Regions from separate parts of the Mus musculus genome. Here region 1 is linked to region 2. The links are chromatin contacts, called in public HiChIP or PLAC-seq maps. All regions are on one chromosome and are shown on one strand. The core of a region is the stretch at or near the end of the contact, and the rest is flanking DNA. Distances in the headings are between cores, read along the strand shown. Region 1 has its middle 65 kb from the start of Gm40329. Region 2 overlaps Tmem132b (transmembrane protein 132B).

Region 1 (5,846 bases), core at 2,834-5,333, 530 kb before region 2:
CTCTTACTCCATCATGGTGACAAAGGCCAGTGCCAGCAGCCTATACAATCCCTACTCCCCACCAACGGGTTGATATATAACTGTTGATATCAGGATCAGCTCCGAACCCAGTGATATCACACCTAGATGACAGTGACCCAACACATACCTGTTGCCATGGCAAGCGCCACCATATTCCCAGAGTCCATTTGATTCACCTCCCACCTTTACCTGTGGTTACATCACTATCCAAATAAAGGAAGACCCCTCTGACCTTACTCTCTCTCTTCCCACCCCGTTCTCCTTTGCTGCCACCTTTACCCTTCTTTCCTATAATAAACCTCACATGGACTGTTTGTCCTTGTGTGGTCTGTCTCGAGCCACTCTTCTAACAGAAAAATAACAATTTCCCATCAGCACAGACTCAATCTACTCTTTCATCTGCCAGATCAATACTGGGAAGTGAAGCTATGGAGATCTGTGACTCAGGATTGTATGGATTTAATCAGGTAAATCAATTACACATTACTAGTACCATTGTACATGGGACCCATGGAGTTTGGGTGAGTTTCCACAATAAAAAGAAAACTGCTGTAAGTGTCGAAGTCTTTTTAAATGTGTGCTGAAATCTTAAAACTTTAAATTCAACAGGATTGTTGTTGTTGTTCACATACAGTTACCATAAGCCACAAACATGGATCTATCGGCTCAAAATCCAATTCTTATCCCAAAGGGAACAAATCAGAGATTGTCTATTCTGAGCCTGGCCCAGGAACAGGTATTCAGATGACCCCCACTCCCAACATGCTGGCAATCAACATTGCAGCTGACATCCTGGCTGCCAAATGAAGAGGTTTTAATAAAGATTTAAGCCCAAGGATTAAGAGAAGAGCATGGGGAGAGGGGATAGGGGATTTTCAGAGGGGAAACTAGGAAAGGGGATAACATTTGAAATGTAAATAAAGAAAATATCTAATAAAAATTTTTTTTAAAGAGAGAATGGCATGAACTTAGAAAGAAAAAAAAAAGCAAGACAGACCTAGGAGTATGGCTGTGGGCTCCTTTAAGGAAGTTAGGTAGGCAGATAAAGGAAGACAGACAGGTGAGGCCTTTCTCCCTTCCTAGTTATGAACCTGCAATTTTCTAGAAATGTCACCAGAAACGCTGCTCACAGGGAAAAGGCATGTCCTAAGCCTCCTATGTAGCCCTAGTGGCTCCTGGCTTTGTGAGACCCCGACTTAGAGTTTCTCCCTGAAAGGTAAAGCTCCTGGATGTTCCCCAAGCTTGTTTTCCCTGATCTCTAAAAATACAGCCAGAAAGAAGCTCTTTGTTCTCTATAGCCAGCAAAAAGCCTTTTTGTTTCTATACCTTACAACCAGAGATACGATAATTGTAAAAGGACATAGCCAGGCGCTTGCCTGGCTCCCTGTGCAAGGACACAGAGATAAACTCCACAAAGAAGAGCTACAACTCACTTCCCACTCCTCATGCCTTGTAATTTTACCAAGACCACCTGCCAGAGAAGAGTTGTAGCCCAACTCCTCCCAACTCTCCTCCCAGCTCCTCCCAACTTCTCCCAATTCCTCACTTTTTCCTTTAAAAGCCCCCTACTGTTACTGCTCAGGGTCGAACTCCCCTTCCCTGCACAGTAAAAGGAGTTGGTCCTCAGCTAGCTGACAATAAAGCCTCTTGCAGCTTGCATCAGGTGTGGTTTTCTCTCGAGTTATTGGGGTGCCGGCCAGCTCATCCCTGGACTTGAGCAGAGGTCTCCCCATTTTCGGGGGTCTTACAGCTTTACTTTGTCAAATTAGATTATAATTCTATGTGCTATCAGAGAAGGGGGGGGGGTTGAGTAGCCTTTCGAGATGTACCTTAAGAGCCAAAGATGTGTGTGTGGTATGTGTGGCCAAAGATGAGACAAGGGTTGTTAATTGTTCTGGAGTTTTTCTTTGCTGCCAACAGGCTTCAACTGGATTTCTAGGTAAGGCTCTCCAGTCTGCTCTCCTATCCCTAAAACTTTATCTGCTTGCCTTAGTTTCTTTTCTTTTTGCTGTGAAGGGACATCATGACCAGGGTAACTATTATAAGAGAAAGTGTTTGACTGAGGGCTCGATTACCATTTTAGAAAGTTGGTCCATGACCATCATAGTGGGAAACAGATTGGCATGGTGCTGTAACTGAGAGCTTTATGTAACAGGCAAAGAGAGAGAGAGAGAGAGAGAGAGAGAGAGAGAGAGAGAGAGCAAGCTGAGACCTGTTTTAGGCTTTTGAAACTGCAAACCTTACCCCTATAGACACATCTCCAACAAAGCCACACCTCCTAAACTTTCCCAAGCAGCTTATCCACTGGACTCTAAGCATGCAAATATAAAGAACCTATAGGCTCCGATGGGATATTATAATTCAAACCACCACACTTGCATTCTATCCTACATCACCCATCCCACTGGGAAAGTGATCACACTTCACCACAAGCCTGTGAACGTTCACTGGATCACCCAAATCCTAAATTACCACTATCATCACAACTGTCATGGTCTGAGCTCAATTTTGCGGTAGCAAAGGTCAACAGAGTCATGTCTTTGCTAATTGGCCTTGTTTGATTTTTGATAGGTTATTTCTCTACTAGTGACATGAGCCAATTTAAATCAGATTAGATATTAGATTAAAGGCAGATTAGGAAGCTGCTCTCTAGTGGGTGAGCATACTCCAAGGGTTGAGGCCAGGGAAGTCACCTTTGGGTGGGTGGGGCGGGGGAAGAAAGAGAGAAAGAGCACAGAGAAACTGGAGGAGGAGGAGCAGGAGGAGCAGGAGCAGGAGGAGGAGGAGGAGGAGGAGGAGGAGGAGAAGGAGGAAAGTGACAGACCAGAATGTCTAGATTATATAGGGATGAGTCTCTGGGGAAAGGGCAGCCCAGTCACTGAGTTGGAAAGTTCAGGGTTGGGGGCAGGGTCTGCCAAGTAGGGACTGAGGGATGCTGGGAGAACCTGGAGGCCAGGTCTGCTTTGACATGTAAAATATGCACCTCAGTCCCTTGTCCCAGGGTCCAAAACCAACCAATTTGGTTAACACACAAAAAAGGGGAGGGGCGAGTTTCATTATAATATCTTTAAACATGCCATTAAATTTTGCTCTCCCCCTCCCCCCATCTTCTCACCTTCCTAGTCTCTTTTCTCTCCACAGATAATCTCCCTTTCTGCTTTCAAGACAGATCTATTGATCTATGCTGTGCCTCTATTTATTTCTCCTTTCCTGAGTATGTGGAGGAGTTGGGGTGGGATGGGGGTAGGGTCTAGATTCTGCATGTGAGAGAAAGCAACATTTGTCTTTCTGAACCTTGTTTCTTGCTTTTAACCTTTCAGCTTAAGGATGTCCACTTGCACCCATTTACCTGAGATTCACATAATTTTCATCCTCAGAGTTAAATGTGCTCTCAGGGTAAACTTTTGTGCTGTGATTCTGAGAGAGGTCTCTGCACCCTAGGTGGGCTATTTCCCCCCCCACACACACACACACAGGGGCTGGAATGGGCTTTACTTCCTTGGATGGGTCCCTCTTAGCAGGATGGCTCTGGGTTCTTAAGAAGAATCTTGGTTGTAAAATGAAAAAGGGGCTTTTAAAGGCATATTTGCATCTCAAAGACACAGAGGGGGTTAACCACAAAAGCTGCAGGTTAAAAATGCTCTAAATCCCCTAAGGCCTGGGTGAGAAGTGTGTAGGTTTGGTTGCACCTTTGTTAAATTGACAGGAGGTGGGGAGAGGGAGGGACAACAGGCACCCGGAGATATTATGGCCCTGTAAATCTCCCCTGGCTGACATTTATTCTGACATGGGTCTGTAGACACCCTCTTTGTTAGTCAGCTTTCCATAACTGTAAGAAACATTTGAGAGAAATAAATTTTAGAGTTTCAAAAGTATTCCACTAGCTGTCTTGTTTCTGGGCTGTGGTGTGACCCAGGGTCAGGGTAAATCAGTTTGCCTTATGCAGTCAGCAAGGCAAGAGCAGCAGGGACGAGGAACAAGGACAGGATATAGTCCCCAACTATCCACTTTCTTCAGCGAGGTCCCACCCCCCATCTGTCACCTTTCTGCAGACCATCAAGTTATACATAGGTCCGGATCAGAGCTCTCAGGTCCAACCACTCCCCAAACATCGCCCTGAACACTGCTGTGACTGAGACCAAGCCTATAGCTTGTTAGCCTTTGAGACATTTCAGATCCAAACCCTTAGCACTCTTTATAACAGTGGTTCTCAACCTTCCTAATGCTGTGATCCTTTAGAACAGTGCCGCAGACCCTCTGGGCCCCTTTGTCTGTGTGGAGCGGGTCTCTAGTTGCGGGTGGGCAAAGCGTCGGATGAATTGACAGACGGATGCACACAGGAGAGGTTGTGTTGGATCTGAATGTAATGTCAAATCGAGCATCAGACTTTTTATGCAGAAGACAATAAGGAAGTTGGATGACATACCCGCAAGGTACAAAGAGGTAACTGGAATCTTACAAAAACAGAGGAATGCAAACACAAAAGGTCTAACAGGAACCACCTGGGATAGAATTTATTGTTAACAACTGGGAACAACAAGGGCTCCCCCTAAGATTCACTAATCTTAGAAGCCAGGGTCAAGGGCTTCGCGCCCTTGCCATAGTTCCTATTTTAGTCTATTGTATAGTCCACCTTCCCCTTAGGCCATTGTAAATACGTGTGTATGGGTGTAACTCAGCTATAGTCTGAAACTTCCTTCTTCCTTAGTGATGGTAAATTCCTGTGTAAGGGAGTGACTTAGCTTTTATTCAAAGTGATAGTGTAGTACCAGAGGCTATTCTGATTAGCAACATTCTTACTGAATTTCAAGCCCATGGTCTTGCTCAAGGACGTTCTAGGACTGTTGGAACACTGGCAGAAGGCTTTAGCTATGTCAGAATTCAATCTTAAAAGGCACTTATAATAAGATAATACTAAAAGAGAGCACATGGATCCATACACGCCAGACTCCAGGAGTGAGTTTCTGTGAAACTCTTTTGCCTCATGAGTAGCTTTCAAGCCTCAGCCTGTTACGCTGACTCGACCGGAGAACGTGGCAGAACAGGTCCTCGTGTTGTGGTGACCCCAACCATAAAATTATTTTGTTGTTACCTCATAACTGCAATTTTGCTATTGCTAGTGAATTGTAATGTAAATACCTTGTAACTTTAATTTTTTCTAAAACCTATTTTTAGTGATGGTTCTTAAATGTGTCCCTTGTAGCCCATCACCCACCAGAGGTAGTGGAAAAGAAAGGAAATGAGGGAAGTGGATCTGTATAGAAAGGTTCTTTGGAGCAACTCCTGTTGTCTGTGTTGTCTCGAAATCGACAGTTCAGTTCACAGGTTAGCAGTGGTAGCTCAATCCACTTGTAAACACTTCACGGATACACCAGCAGTCTAGTTCAGCAGAGTTAGGATAGCAAACACGAATTTTCCAAGGTGGCACGACCTAGTAGAGACAGCCAGGCCCCAGCCTCACACAAGTCAGCAAAGGGGTCCCAGAGGGACACCAGGAGAAGTTCTTGGCTGTGCCTCTTTCAGGGAAGCAAAGATCAGGGAAGACTCGAGACCACAAGTGTTGCACAACTGGCTCTATAAGCAAGCCTCTGTCACTGTGTGTCAAGTCCTTTTGGTATGCCCTCCAAACATCCCACGTCCTCCCGGGATCTTGCCTCAGCATGTGTACCTGCTTCAGATGACATTACCCTGCAAATTAGCTCAGGTCCAAAGAAGCAGCATACCACCAGAAGTTTTTTTTGGTGTGTTTCTCTCTATGGTGTCCCGACAAATGCAGCTCAACTATGCAATGTAGGGCAGACCAATACAAGTGTGCTGCTAGCACA
Region 2 (6,521 bases), core at 2,525-5,024:
ACCGAGGGCACACACTGGCAAGGGGCCACCTGGGATGAGACAGCGTGTTTCCATCCTGAGAGTCCTGTTAACACCCACCGTGTGCTAGGCCCCCAGAAATACACAAAGTGCTGGGCCTGAGTGTGCAGGCCCAGCACTAAAAAAGGATACAGTTCGTCCATCAAAGCCTGGGAGGCAGAGCAAGTTACCATAGGAAGTTCAATAAGCAGGACCCAGGATGGGGAGAGAGCTCAGTGAGTAAAGTGTTTGTCCCCCAAAATAGGAAGACCAGACAGAGTTCAGTGTAAAAGCCAGGAATGGCAGCAGAGTCTGTAAGTCCCATCTTCAAGAAGATGCAGAGACAGGCCGGCCCTGGAGACAGGAAGACCTGCGGAGCTCACCGCCAGCCAGTCTAGCCAGTTGAGAGGCTCCAGTAAGAGATCCCCACCCCACTCCCCACCCCGTCCCAAAAACCAAGGCAGATGGCTAGAATGGATCTCAGCAGCTAAGAGCACTTGTTTCTCTTTCAGGGGACCCAGGTTCGATACCTAGCACCCACATGGCAGCTCACAGCCATCTGTAACTCCAGTTCCAAGGGACCCAATGCCCTCTTCTGGCCTCTGCAGGCACAAGGCACACATGTAGGCAAAATTCCCATACACGGGGCTGGAGAGATGGCTTAGCGGTTAAGAGCACCAGCTGCTCTTCCAAAGGTCCTGAGTTCAAATCCCAGCAACCACATGGTGTCTCACAAGCATCCGTAACAAGATCTGACACCCTCTTCTGGAGTGTCTGAAAACAGCTACAGTGTACTTGCATATAATAAACAAATCTTTTAAAAAAAACAAAACAAACAAACAAAAAAAAACTCCCATACACATAAAATACTTTTCAAAAAAATTAAGTCAGAGAAACCCTGTCTCGAAAAACCAAAAAAAAAAAAAAAAAAAAAAAGTTAAGTAAAGTGGATCGTGTCAGAGGAAGACAGCTACAGTCAACCTGTGGCCTCCCTCAGCGTGTACACACACATCCACACACCCATATGATACCTTACATACTTACATATTCAGGGGTGCCCTAGGGGTCAATTTCCAGAACAAACACAGGCCTGGAAGTCAGGGCATGGGGTGCGGGGCGGGAGGGGGGTAAATGGCTTACCCCATCACCCCCTGCCATCTAGGAGAAACAGCTGAGGACCCCTGGGACTCTGACGAGACAATATCCTTTTAGGATGGTGGAGCTGGGGTACTTGGAACAGACAAGGTCTCATGACACTCACTCCCCTTTGTATATGTTTTCCATCCTATGTTCAGACCACAGTTCCTGAAGCCCCACCCTCACCTCCTTTCAGACTTAACACTGTGCCTAATGCAAGCAGCAGGCCATCAGCTACTCCATGCTGGTCTACCCACCCTGGGGAATCTCAAGCAACTGGCTAATTCCCAGATGTCGGCATCTCTCCTTGGGTCTAAGAAAAGTGACCGTTCTAATTCATCTTGGTTTTGGAAGCAGTGCACCCTCCCCCAGATGTCTTGATGAACCACTGTGCCGAGGAGCCAGGGACACCGCTAAAGAACTAATTACCACACCCCAGGCCCCACAACGGATCCAGCTCTCTCCCTTTCTAATCTTCAAGAAAAAAATAAAATGTCATTTAAATACATCTGCGCCAGGCAACTAGAAAGGCCGCCTGCCCGGCTCCACAAAGGCCCCGAGTTTGTCATCCTGCTTGCTGTAGCCAAAAAATCATTATTTTTTTCTGGCACCGGTGAAGGAAGGTGAGGCCATGAAGAGACCTGGAAGTTACTGGAATTCTGTCCGAGGCACTGGGTAGCTGCACCTGGCCTGAGGCAGCTGCCAAGCTTAGAAACACTAAGTGGTGGCGCCAACCTGGGGGAGCCGCCAAGGAACAGCAAATAGACTCAGAGGTAGATCTCGAAACCCGGGGTCCTGCAGAAAGCACGTCTGGCTTCCAGGCTGAGGCCACTGAAACATAGGAGGGGGAGGACTGCAGGGCCACAGAGAACCCAATTAATTCCATCAGCTGGTGAAGCATACCAGCTCACTAGTTAAAAAGGTAGGGAGAGCTCGGAATAGTCTCTTCTAAGCAAAGCCCCCAGCGGCAGCGGCAGTGTAGGAAGATTGCCAAGGTGACAAAATAAACAGCTCCGCGAGATGCAGGAGGGACGCTGATCTTACCTCCCCACTGCTGTATGATGCCCAGAAAATTCTTGCTCTCTCTGAGCCTCTTTTACTTCTCTTCTCAACTTAATGTTTAAAGTGTTAATTTTAAAGGTTTAAGTGTGTTGAATAAATGAAATGTTTCCACGTGTAAAACTTTAAAAAATAGAAGAGTCTAGAATGATCTTTCCCTTCCTCTACTCTCTCCTGTTGCCACCAAACTCCCAAGAAACAACTTCTGTTATTGGATTGTTTGTTTTGCTTTTGAGGCAGGTAGCCCAGGCTGGCCTCCAATTTGCTACACGGCTGAGGATAACCTTGAACTCCTGGTCCTCCTGCCTTCGATTCCATACCTGGTTTAAGCAGTGCTGAGAATAGAACCCAGGGTTTTGTGCATGCCAGGAGAGCGCTCTCCTGATAAGCCATAGCCCCACCCTGATGCCTGGCTTCTCTTGAAAACTTAAATCTGTTAGTCCTTTCAAGGATTTGCCCCCAATAACCTGCCTTCCTCCCATTAGGTCCCACCCCCAATGACCTGACTTCCTGCCCCCCACCCCCACCTGCCCTCTATGACCTGACTTCCTCCCATTTGGTCCCCCCTCCCCCCACAGCCTTCCACCCCCACCTTCCAATGACCTGACTTCCTCCAGGCTCTGCAGCCAATGGTCTAACCTCTTCGCACTAAGCCCCACCTGCTGAAGGTGCCTGACACTAGCCACAAGCTGGGGACCAAGTCTTTCTCCACACAAGGGGCCTTTGTAAGTAAAGTACTAATCTCCAGCACCATTGATATTCATTTTCAAACTCAGTGACAGTCAGAAATGACAGAATATGACAGCCATCACATTACAGAATGTGTAAGCCTGACACCTTACCTTGCCACTAACAATGGAGTAGTTGGGGTTCAAACAGGGAGCCCTGGGTCACTCTGATGCTAAGAAAGACTCCCAAATTCCCAGGATATTGAAAGAAAGCATAGATGTCACACAGAGAGAGAAAGAGAGACAGAGACAGAAAGTTAGAAAAGGAGACAGAGAGACAGAGTCAGAGAGAGACAGAGAAAGAGACAGACACAGAGTCAGAGAAAGGCACAGAGAGAGAGAAAGTCAGAGAAAAAGAGACAGAGACAGACAGACAGCTGTTGTTTGTTTGTTTGTTTGTTTTGTTTCAATATGTGGAGTAGGAAGGCCTTACCCAACCCAGGCTGATCTTCCACCCCAAGCAGGACAAACGAGGAAAAGTCTCCGAGGGCGTGGGGGAGGGGGTATATGAAGGGGCCTAGCCAGGCATCTCCATGTCACTGTTTTCTAGATGTTTCTATGTGGCTCTTGTTTTTACCAAACACATCCATTGCGTTCATGGAAGGCAGAGGGTGCAGACGTTTTATGAAAGGAAGAACAGAGCTCAAGATGGGGAGATCACTGTCCCCCACCAAGGCAAGACCTGTGTCTGTCGCCCCCAAAGCCACAGGCTAAATTCCTGAGAGCAAAGGCGTTGTCTGGGAGAGAGAAGGAGAGCGTGATTTTAAGTGGAGAACCGCTGGGTAAAAGCCTCCCCTGCTGGGAGCTGCACAGTTCATTCATTAAGGATGAAACAGACTCCAATCTAGAGCATCCCACAGGGGCAGGGCTGGCTGCCTGCATCTGGGAGTGCAGACTCTCCAAGGTGCTCACAAACCAGCTCCTTCAGAAGCCCCGCCCTGAATCTTAGCAGGAGCCGGGGTCAAAAAGATAAACGCCTGCAGGGACCAGACAGAAACAGCCAGGGAGCCAACACACAACGCTTGAATATCAAATTCACAGGGACATGGCTTCCCATCTGCCAAGGTGTCCCCTCTGTACTGGGGACACTGTTCTGTGGAAACACCTCCAGTGTTGGACAGAGACTAGCCTGTCTAGCTTGAGGGGAGCTACCAAGGAGAGCTATTATAAATGGTAACTTGGGGGAGTGCCTTTGGCAAAGTGGCGATCTCATGCTTTGCGTGAAGGGTGCTTCCATGCACACAGCACCGCACATCTGTGGGAATGTGGGGGTGTCCTTCATACCTTCATAGTTTCCCCTGCTTCCACACACCCCCCCAAACTGAATTACTCAGGAGCAATTTGTCCAGTGTTTTCATATTAGTCCATTTTTTTTTTTAACCCAGAAAATCCTTGAGGAATACAAAATGGATCTCTGGCCCAGTCTGTGAGGCGTCATTCTGTGTCTGATGCTGAACAGGAGTAGGGATAAGGACAAAAGATTACCAGAAGAAGAAAAAAATAAATGCTAGGAACGGATCAGCCTGCTCCCGGACCTTCCTCTGGTCTGAAAGGTGCCCCACAGCTTCATGCACTGTTAAAGGTAAAGTATTTGCCATACAAGCCTCAGGACCAGTGTTTGATTCCCCAGAGTCCATGTAAAGAGCCAGGCAAGGTGCTGTGTGCTTTTAATCTCAGCACTGGCACATCCCTGAGGCTCCACCGACCAGCCTGCTTCACCTAGTCAGCAAGTCCTCAACTCAAAAAGCAAGGTGGGGTCTAGAGCGACGGCTCAGTACTTAAGAGCACTTTTTGCTCTTGCAAAGGACCTAGCTTCAGTATCTAGCACCCACATGGTGACTTACAATCATCTGTGACTTCAGTTCTAGAGGACCGGACACCCTCATCTGCTGTCCATGGCCTCCTGCACATATGTGACCACCAAAAAAAAAAAAAAAAAAAAAAAGCAGACAAACACTCATACACAGAAGTAATATTTTTTGAATGTGGGTGGCTCCTAAGAAATGATACCCAAGGTTTACCTGGCCCCAAAACATATGTATGCACACAATAATATTAGTGATAGCAATGAATTAAATAAAATCCATTGATTACAACCTGACTTCCCTACACTTGGTGATTTATGAACAGCATTCAGTCTTGAAATCTAGGATATAAGGTCAAGGTAGATATGAGCCTACAAATTTATTCTTTATATCAACAGCTAATTTTATATGAGTTTGATATGAGTCATCTGAGAGGGGAGAACTCCAGTTGGGAAAATGTCTCCATAAGTTAGGGCTGTAGGCAGGCCTGAAGAGTATTTAATGATTGATGGAGGAGGGCCCAGCCCACTGTGGGTGGAGCCATCCCTAGGCTGATGGTCCTAGATGCTAAAAGAAAACAGGCTGAGCGAGCCATGGGGAGCAAGCCAGTAAGCAGCATCCCTCCATGGCCTCTGCATCAGTTCCTGCCTCCATGTTCCTGCCCTATTGGAGTTCCTGCCTTGGATCCCCTCACTGGGTTGTGTAGTCCTACAGGGGGCAGAAGAGGACCATGGGACCCCATAGATGTTGTTCATGACCAGTTCATGCCAAATGAGGCAATGAGCTCAGGGATCTTTCCATCCCCACTTCCCCAGTGCTGGGCTTACAAGCACGTGCCACCAAGCCCAGTATTTTTCTTTTTTAAACATGGATTCTGAGGTTCGAGTTCAGGTCTTCACGCTTATGAAAACAAAAACAAAACAAAACAAAGCAAAACATTGGAGACTCATTCAATTTCAAAAGGCCAATTCAGAGGTGGCAAGCAACCTTGTCCTGGATCTACGGCCATGTTGCTAAGCATTACTCCCTGGGAACTGGCCCGAAGATTCTGTAGAGAGCCCAGCCAAGAGCCACAGGACGGCCAGTCATGTCCTGACTCTCAGTTCCTAGAGACATGTGTGTCCACACATGAGAAGAGCCATAGTGTAGCATTGAAAAACCATAAAGAAGCGGGACTGATAAGCTCTTCCCGGGGCCGTAATCCAGCCCCATTCATCTTGTTTTCTCTGCCTGAGTAACGGGCAGATGTCACTGCCAGCGGCTCCCAAGGGATTGATTGCAGCCACCATTTCTGAAAGGCTCCACAGATTCAGCTCCATCCCAGCTCTTGAGGCATTTTTCAAGCCAAGAAAGGAGAATTTCATTTAAAAGACCAACAGCCATGAGTAACCTCCCCATTGGGTTCCGATTCGATCCCGTTGACAGACTCTAAACATTCAGAAGGTTGAATACGTCTCCGGCTTTTGTCTAATTACCTCACCTTGTAACAATTACCGCAGCGGCAGACGTGAAAAACCGGGAGCTGCCTGCCAGGCAGCCCTGTGACTTGCAGATGGGGCCCTTAAAGACGCATCACTCCATGGACATTATCAGGCACCTACTGTATGCTTGCGGCACACGGAGAATGCAGGTTCAAGACAGAAGAGTCACCTGTTCTCGTGTCAAATAAAGCACTGAGAACAGACAAATGAGATCATACCAGAAAGCGATAAAGGCAAAGAAGAGAGCTAAACTTGGTGACATGGTGATCCCACGGGCTGATGGGAAAGCCACGACCTTCCTTACTTGAACTTTG

What was found. HiChIP or PLAC-seq counts read pairs in DNA pulled down with a chosen protein or histone mark.
Region 1: an H3K27ac HiChIP or PLAC-seq map of embryonic stem cells shows a contact between it and region 2, with 4 times the contacts expected there. The contact joins two enhancer-like sites. A contact is called at or near these places in 3 of 115 datasets of contacts at active chromatin or transcription factors (differentiating embryonic stem cells and embryonic stem cells).

The regions. Positions count from the first base shown.
Region 1 is chr5:126,102,903-126,108,748 of GRCm38.p6, reverse strand. No RefSeq gene overlaps it. Among named protein-coding and RNA genes, the nearest start is that of Gm40329, 65 kb to the right of the region's middle. Within about 2 kb of position 4,083, at least 7 of the 459 cell types and tissues checked have an H3K27ac peak or open chromatin away from gene starts, as enhancers often do. A contact at or near this core is called in embryonic stem cells, where this site is marked.
Region 2 is chr5:125,572,299-125,578,819 of GRCm38.p6, reverse strand. All of the region lies in intron 1 of Tmem132b (transmembrane protein 132B), which reads right to left. Among named protein-coding and RNA genes, the nearest start is that of Tmem132b, 43 kb to the right of the region's middle. Within about 2 kb of position 3,774, at least 18 of the 459 cell types and tissues checked have an H3K27ac peak or open chromatin away from gene starts, as enhancers often do. A contact at or near this core is called in embryonic stem cells, where this site is marked.